Regions from separate parts of the Mus musculus genome. Here region 2 is linked to region 1. Evidence: chromatin contacts called from public HiChIP or PLAC-seq data. All regions are on one chromosome and are shown on one strand. The core of a region is the stretch at or near the end of the contact, and the rest is flanking DNA. Distances in the headings are between cores, read along the strand shown.

Region 1 (2,700 bases), core at 45-2,544:
ACTAGGGAAATACTGTCTAGTTTAAAATTATAACCAGTTTGTAAAATTATAACCAGAAATTTTTTAGTGTTCCCTCATTAACATTTGTAGACTTGGAAACATCTCAAGTAAGAGGGCTGTAGATTTACAACTTGGTGTCAAGAAACATACTGTTTATTTACCCAGTTATGTATGTATGTGTGTATGTATGTATGTATGTATGTATGTATGTATGTATGTATGCAGGTATGCATGTGTGTATTTCTTTATTTAAGACAGGGATTCTCTACAAAGCCCTGGCTGCCCTGGAATTTACTTTGTAGACCCGGTTGGCCTTGAACTCAAGAGATCTGTCTGCCTCTGCATTCTGAGTACTGGGAACTGGGATTAAAGGTGTGTGCCACCAAGCCTGGCTTATAGTTTTGTTTTGATTTTTTAATCTAAAAGATTGTTTATTGACCTGGGCATGGTGGCACAGGGTAGCCCTGGCATCTCTAAGTTCAAGGCCAGCCTGTTCTACAAATAGAATTCCAAGACAATCAGGGCTACACAGAGAAACCCAATCTCGAAAAAACAAAATAAATATATAATTTATGTTATTTATATATATTATATATGCTTATATATAATAGGTATTATTGAGTATATATTATGTATATGTGTAAAGATATGTTTATGTATATAATACATATTGTTTATGTATAATATATATTATTGGAGGCAGGAGGGGCACAGAAAACTTTGTGGCGAATTAGTTCTCACCTTCCACATTATATGAGTTTCAGGGATAACCAGTTTGCTATCCTCCCGGACCTGCTCTAGACTTATGACTTTATTACATCTCCAGATATGGGCTCCAATTTTTCTTTTACTTTTTTTCTTTTTTGAGGACAGGTCAGCGCCATCAACCAGCTCCCACTTTTCGGACCTGAGAAAGCGGACCAAGAGCAACCTCGGTTTAACAGTCTCCAGTCTACAGGTTTGTCGAGGAGGTGTGCAGGTTCAGCAGCAGCCGCTAGGTGGCGCTCGCTCCGCCCCGACACCGCTCAGGCACCTTTGCACATGCGTATTGCCTCCCCCACGCCACTCCTCCACACACGCGCACTTCTGACGCAACCAGAGGCCTAGCTCCGCGCTCCGGAGGGGGAGAGGGAGAAATAAGGAAGAGCGGATCCGGAAGTAGGATCCAAGGGGTCTAGTTCTCTTGCTCCGGCGGACTAGAAGAGTCGCGACTCAGGGGGCGTGGCCCCGGAGGCGGAGGGCGCCGTGATTGGCTCGCGACCGCAGCGCCGGCGCGGATTGGCCTCTGCGGATTGAAGTGCGTTGACTGCGCGGAGGTTGAAATTCAAAAGTGACTGGTGTGGCGGATTGGCTTGGCCGATTGGCCTGGCGAATTGGCCTGGCTCCGACGTTTTGCGGCGCGAGCCCTTGAGAGGACGCGGGTCTCGTCACCCTGCCTGCTGCCTTTGCATCCCTTCCTGTGCGGACCACCATGGACGTGCAGGCGCAGGTGAGTGCGGCGGTGACGGCCTGGCGCCAATAGCGGAGGACGCAGGCCGGCCGCCCGGAGACCCGAGTCCCGGGGACAGGTCGGGGCAAGCCGTCCTGCAGGGGAGGGTCGCACCGCCTCGCGCCCAGGACACCAGCGGCCGAGTCAGTGAGGGCACACACACACACACACACACACACACACACACACACACACACACGGCGAGGTCCCAGGACAGTCGCTGCGACGTTGGTCCGCCATTCCAGTCGTGCAGGCGCTACCATCCCGTGTCCCTTATCCCCCTCCAGCATTTCCCATTTCGAATTCTCAAGCGGATTCGACATGTTTGTGCTTCTCAGTTCTTGCAGATCGCCTTGTGGGAGAAGCGAGGGTTCTGAGAGAAGCCTTGTCGCTTGTCCGCAAAGTACATTTCTTGCTGATATCCTGTTGTGTTGCTGCTGGATCGAGATAGAGGAAGGGGAGAGGAGAAATGGGGGCATCGGCCCAGAGGATCCTTATTCCCTCGCCTGCCTCTTCCTTTTGCTCATTTGGACTGCTGACTAGTTTATGGGGGTGCCCTTCTCCACCACAAGCATCTGAGGCGTATGTGTGTGGTAATTAATGGACTGATCTCTCTGGTGTCAGGAAAGACCGGCCTGCATTCTTTGTTTACCAGCATTTCAGTCTAGACTGACTCACAGTCGGTGTTCAGCTTGAAGAGACTTTCTGGTATACTCACAGCCAAAAGGGAGAGCACTGCACTGTGACAGGTGACAGTTAAAAAGTAAAATAGTTTTTCTCAGATTTGTTCCTGCAGTATTTGCCAAGCATCTTCTGGCCCTGCACAGCTGTACTTATGTAGGAGACAGGAGTCCTAGCTACCAGTGAGCTGACAGTCCCTGGGGAGACAGACATAATACAATTTGTATCTCTATTGGGAGGGAGTGAAGGACTGTAAAGGTTCAAGCAGATGGAAGGGGAAGAAGAAAGCTAGGAGGAGCAACATTAAGGTACGAGTTAAAACTGGAAGGAAGAGGTCTGTGGTGCAGTGCTAGGGAGCATCCAAGAAACACACCTGGGTCTATAATCCCCTGAACCAAAAGCAACAAACCATCCTGAGGTCCGTTGTGCACCTGAGGTCACCTGTGAGGAGGCTCAGACCAGAGCTTGGAGATTCAGGCCATTGATACATTGTCTCCAAAAAAAAAAAAAAAAAAAAAAAAAAAAAAAAA
Region 2 (2,700 bases), core at 43-2,542, 630 kb after region 1:
TCTTTTTTAGTTGACTTTGTTTTTTTTTTAAAGACTTGCTCATTTTATGTGTGTGAGTATTTTATGTTTGTGGGTTTGTTTTGGAAACAGGGTCTCACGGTGTAGCCCTGGCTGGTCCAGAACTCACTATGTAGACCAGATTAACCTTGTAAAGACCAAGTGGGTTGGGATTAAAGCTTGGGACTGCCTATTGCTTTTAGATTTTTTTGCCACAATCCTCCTGCCTCAGTTTCCTAAGTGCTAGGATTGTGTGTGTGTGTGTGTGTGTGTGTGTGTGTGAGAGAGAGAGAGAGAGAGAGAGAGACAGACAGACAGACAGACAGACAGAGACAGAGACAGAGACAGAGAGAGAGACAGAGAGAGACCACATCTAAACATTCTAGAAGCCACAACAAAATGTAAAAAAAAAAAAAAAAACAACAACAACAAAAAAAAAAAAACCTGAAATCACCTCACGGAGCAGGAGGCAGATACCCTAGCTGGTGAACCTGCATGGCAGGAAGAGAGACCTGCACCTGAATCCATCGTCCTGGAGGCTACACATCCAGCAGCTCCCTCCTCAAGTACAATAAAGGGTCACATGTTGGGGGAGGGGCTGGCCCTATGTGCTGGCCAGGGCAGTGGGGACAGCATCACAGGAGGACTGGCATCCCTAGAGCCCTCAGCTTTGACCTGATCCTTGCTGGGCCCATTCCCTTCTCTAAATGATGTGTGTGTGGGGGGGGGGGTGTCCCAAAACAACACGGTCCCCCAGGAGATTTATCCCACCTCACCAGCTGCCTGAGACACCCACACCAAGGACGGCCTAAGATGCCCCAACCTCCACCCCCACCATGGCCCCTGGACCTCTCACCCGTCCTTTGTGAGATGCACTAACTCTTGGGTCTCAGCCTGACTGTATGACTGCTGAGATCTTAGGAAGGGAGGTACATTTCCAGGGGAGGCCACCCTTTTCAGACGGACCTTGTGTGAGCCGGGACATCAGGTGGGCAACCTCAATCCATCTCTGTGGGAACATGTCCTTTTTCTGCTCTGTCTTCCGGCAGCAGATCCTCTGGAAGAGGAGCCCATCTGAGCAGTAGGCTGGAGGGGCAGGCTCCTGCCAAACAAGAGAGACCATTGTTGGTAGGGGGCTTTGAGTCTTTTTTACATCAGTTCTACCAACCCAGGAATTCTCTGATGGTCAGCACCTAGCCCCTCCTTGGGGGCCCCTGAGCTCGCTCAGGGCTGAGGCTGCTGCCAGACTAGAGGTGGGGGATGGGAACACGCCCCAAAGGACAAGGACAAAGGCAGCAGAGGGGCATGAGCTTCAGTGGCAGAGCGCACATGCTCCTCACCCAGGCCTGGGAACTGGCAGGGCACCCTGGATGGTGACCCAGAAACCTGGCTGTCAGCGGCTCCCGCCTAGCACTGCCCCCAAGAACTGGAATGGCTGGCCAGTGTCAGCATGACTATCTCGGGATTCTCTGTTCACCCCACCAGATGATTTAGGGCTGTAGAGGATCCCCAGTGCGAGTTAACCCACGCCTAGAGCCCACTGCCTGCTCCCAGGAGATTTTATCTTGGCGAGCCACTGATGTGTGGTGCTGTGGTTAGGTCCCTAGAAAGGAGAATGCAAAGAGGCTGCCTGAGCCAGTCTCAAGGGAGACTGGGTCCTGGAAGTCACAGTGAGCCCTGCAGTGGGGACAGGCCTGGCAAGCACAGGATGGATGAAGACCAGGAAGATGGGAAAGCAGGGCTCTCTGCTGCCCGCTCCAGGCTAGATTCCAGGCCAACTTCACAGCTCCAGCCCCCACCCCCATCTCCTACCAGGAGCTAGCTCCCCTCCCTTATGCCCACCCCCAGCTACCTACCTCCTCCAGCCCTCAGGAGGCCTTCAGCCCACCCATCCATTCACCAGACTTACACTCACAGTTAGGCCTTGGGCCTGGTGTCCAGCTTGCTGGGGTTGAAGATGAAGAAAACCAAGCCTAGGAGGTTAATAAATCCCCTGGAGTGTGCTCACTGCCCCGCCCCACAAGACCTGCTGGTCCCTCCACAACCACCGTGCTCACTCCCTAACACTTGCCTCTTGTTTGACTACACAACGTTTTTGTGCTTCTACAACCTGATTGGTAGACACCCTACACACACACACATATCCAGGCCACATATCCCCAAACAGAGACCAGGACTGTTTTCTCAACCCTGAGAAAGGTTTCAAGGTGGCCTGGGGTCCCCAGTCTAGGAAATACACGGGCTCTGAATTCAATAGGTGGCTGGTACCTCTACAAGCTCCTTTGGGCCAAAGGAAAAGTATTTGATCTTCAAAGATCTCACTCAGTCAGGCATGGTGATACACTACTTTCTTCTTCTTCTTCATCTTCCTCTTCTTCCTCTTCCTCTTCTTCCTCCTCCTCCTCCTCCTCCTCCTTCTTCTTTTTTTTTTTTTTTTTTTTCTGAGACAGGGTTTCTCTGTGTAGCCCTGGCTGTCCTGGAACTCACTCTGTAGACCAGGCTGACCTCGAACTCAGAAATCCGCCTGCCTCTGCCTCCCAAGTGCTGGGATTAAAGGCATGTGCCACCACCCGGCGGCAGTCAGTGCTCTTAACCACTGAGCCATCTCTCCAGCCCCAAGTGATATACCTCTTAAATTCCAACACTGGGGGGGGGGGGTGCAGAGACAGGTGGGTCTCTAAGTTCAAGGCCAGCCTGACACAG

The links. HiChIP or PLAC-seq counts read pairs in DNA pulled down with a chosen protein or histone mark.
Region 2: a contact with region 1 is called in an H3K27ac HiChIP or PLAC-seq map of large pre-B cells, with 5 times the contacts expected there. The contact joins the enhancer-like site here to the promoter of Kifc5b in region 1. A contact is called at or near these places in 2 of 39 promoter capture datasets (embryonic stem cells and hippocampal neurons) and 3 of 115 datasets of contacts at active chromatin or transcription factors (astrocytes, epiblast stem cells and large pre-B cells).

What each region holds. Positions count from the first base shown.
Region 1 is chr17:26,915,797-26,918,496 of GRCm38.p6, forward strand. Kifc5b (kinesin family member C5B) reads left to right here and starts at 1,295. Exons shown (of 11, transcript NM_053173.2): 1 at 1,295-1,489. The coding sequence starts at 1,472.
Region 2 is chr17:27,548,094-27,550,793 of GRCm38.p6, forward strand. No RefSeq gene overlaps it. Among named protein-coding and RNA genes, the nearest start is that of Hmga1, 7.1 kb to the right of the region's middle. Within about 2 kb of position 1,293, at least 26 of the 459 cell types and tissues checked have an H3K27ac peak or open chromatin away from gene starts, as enhancers often do.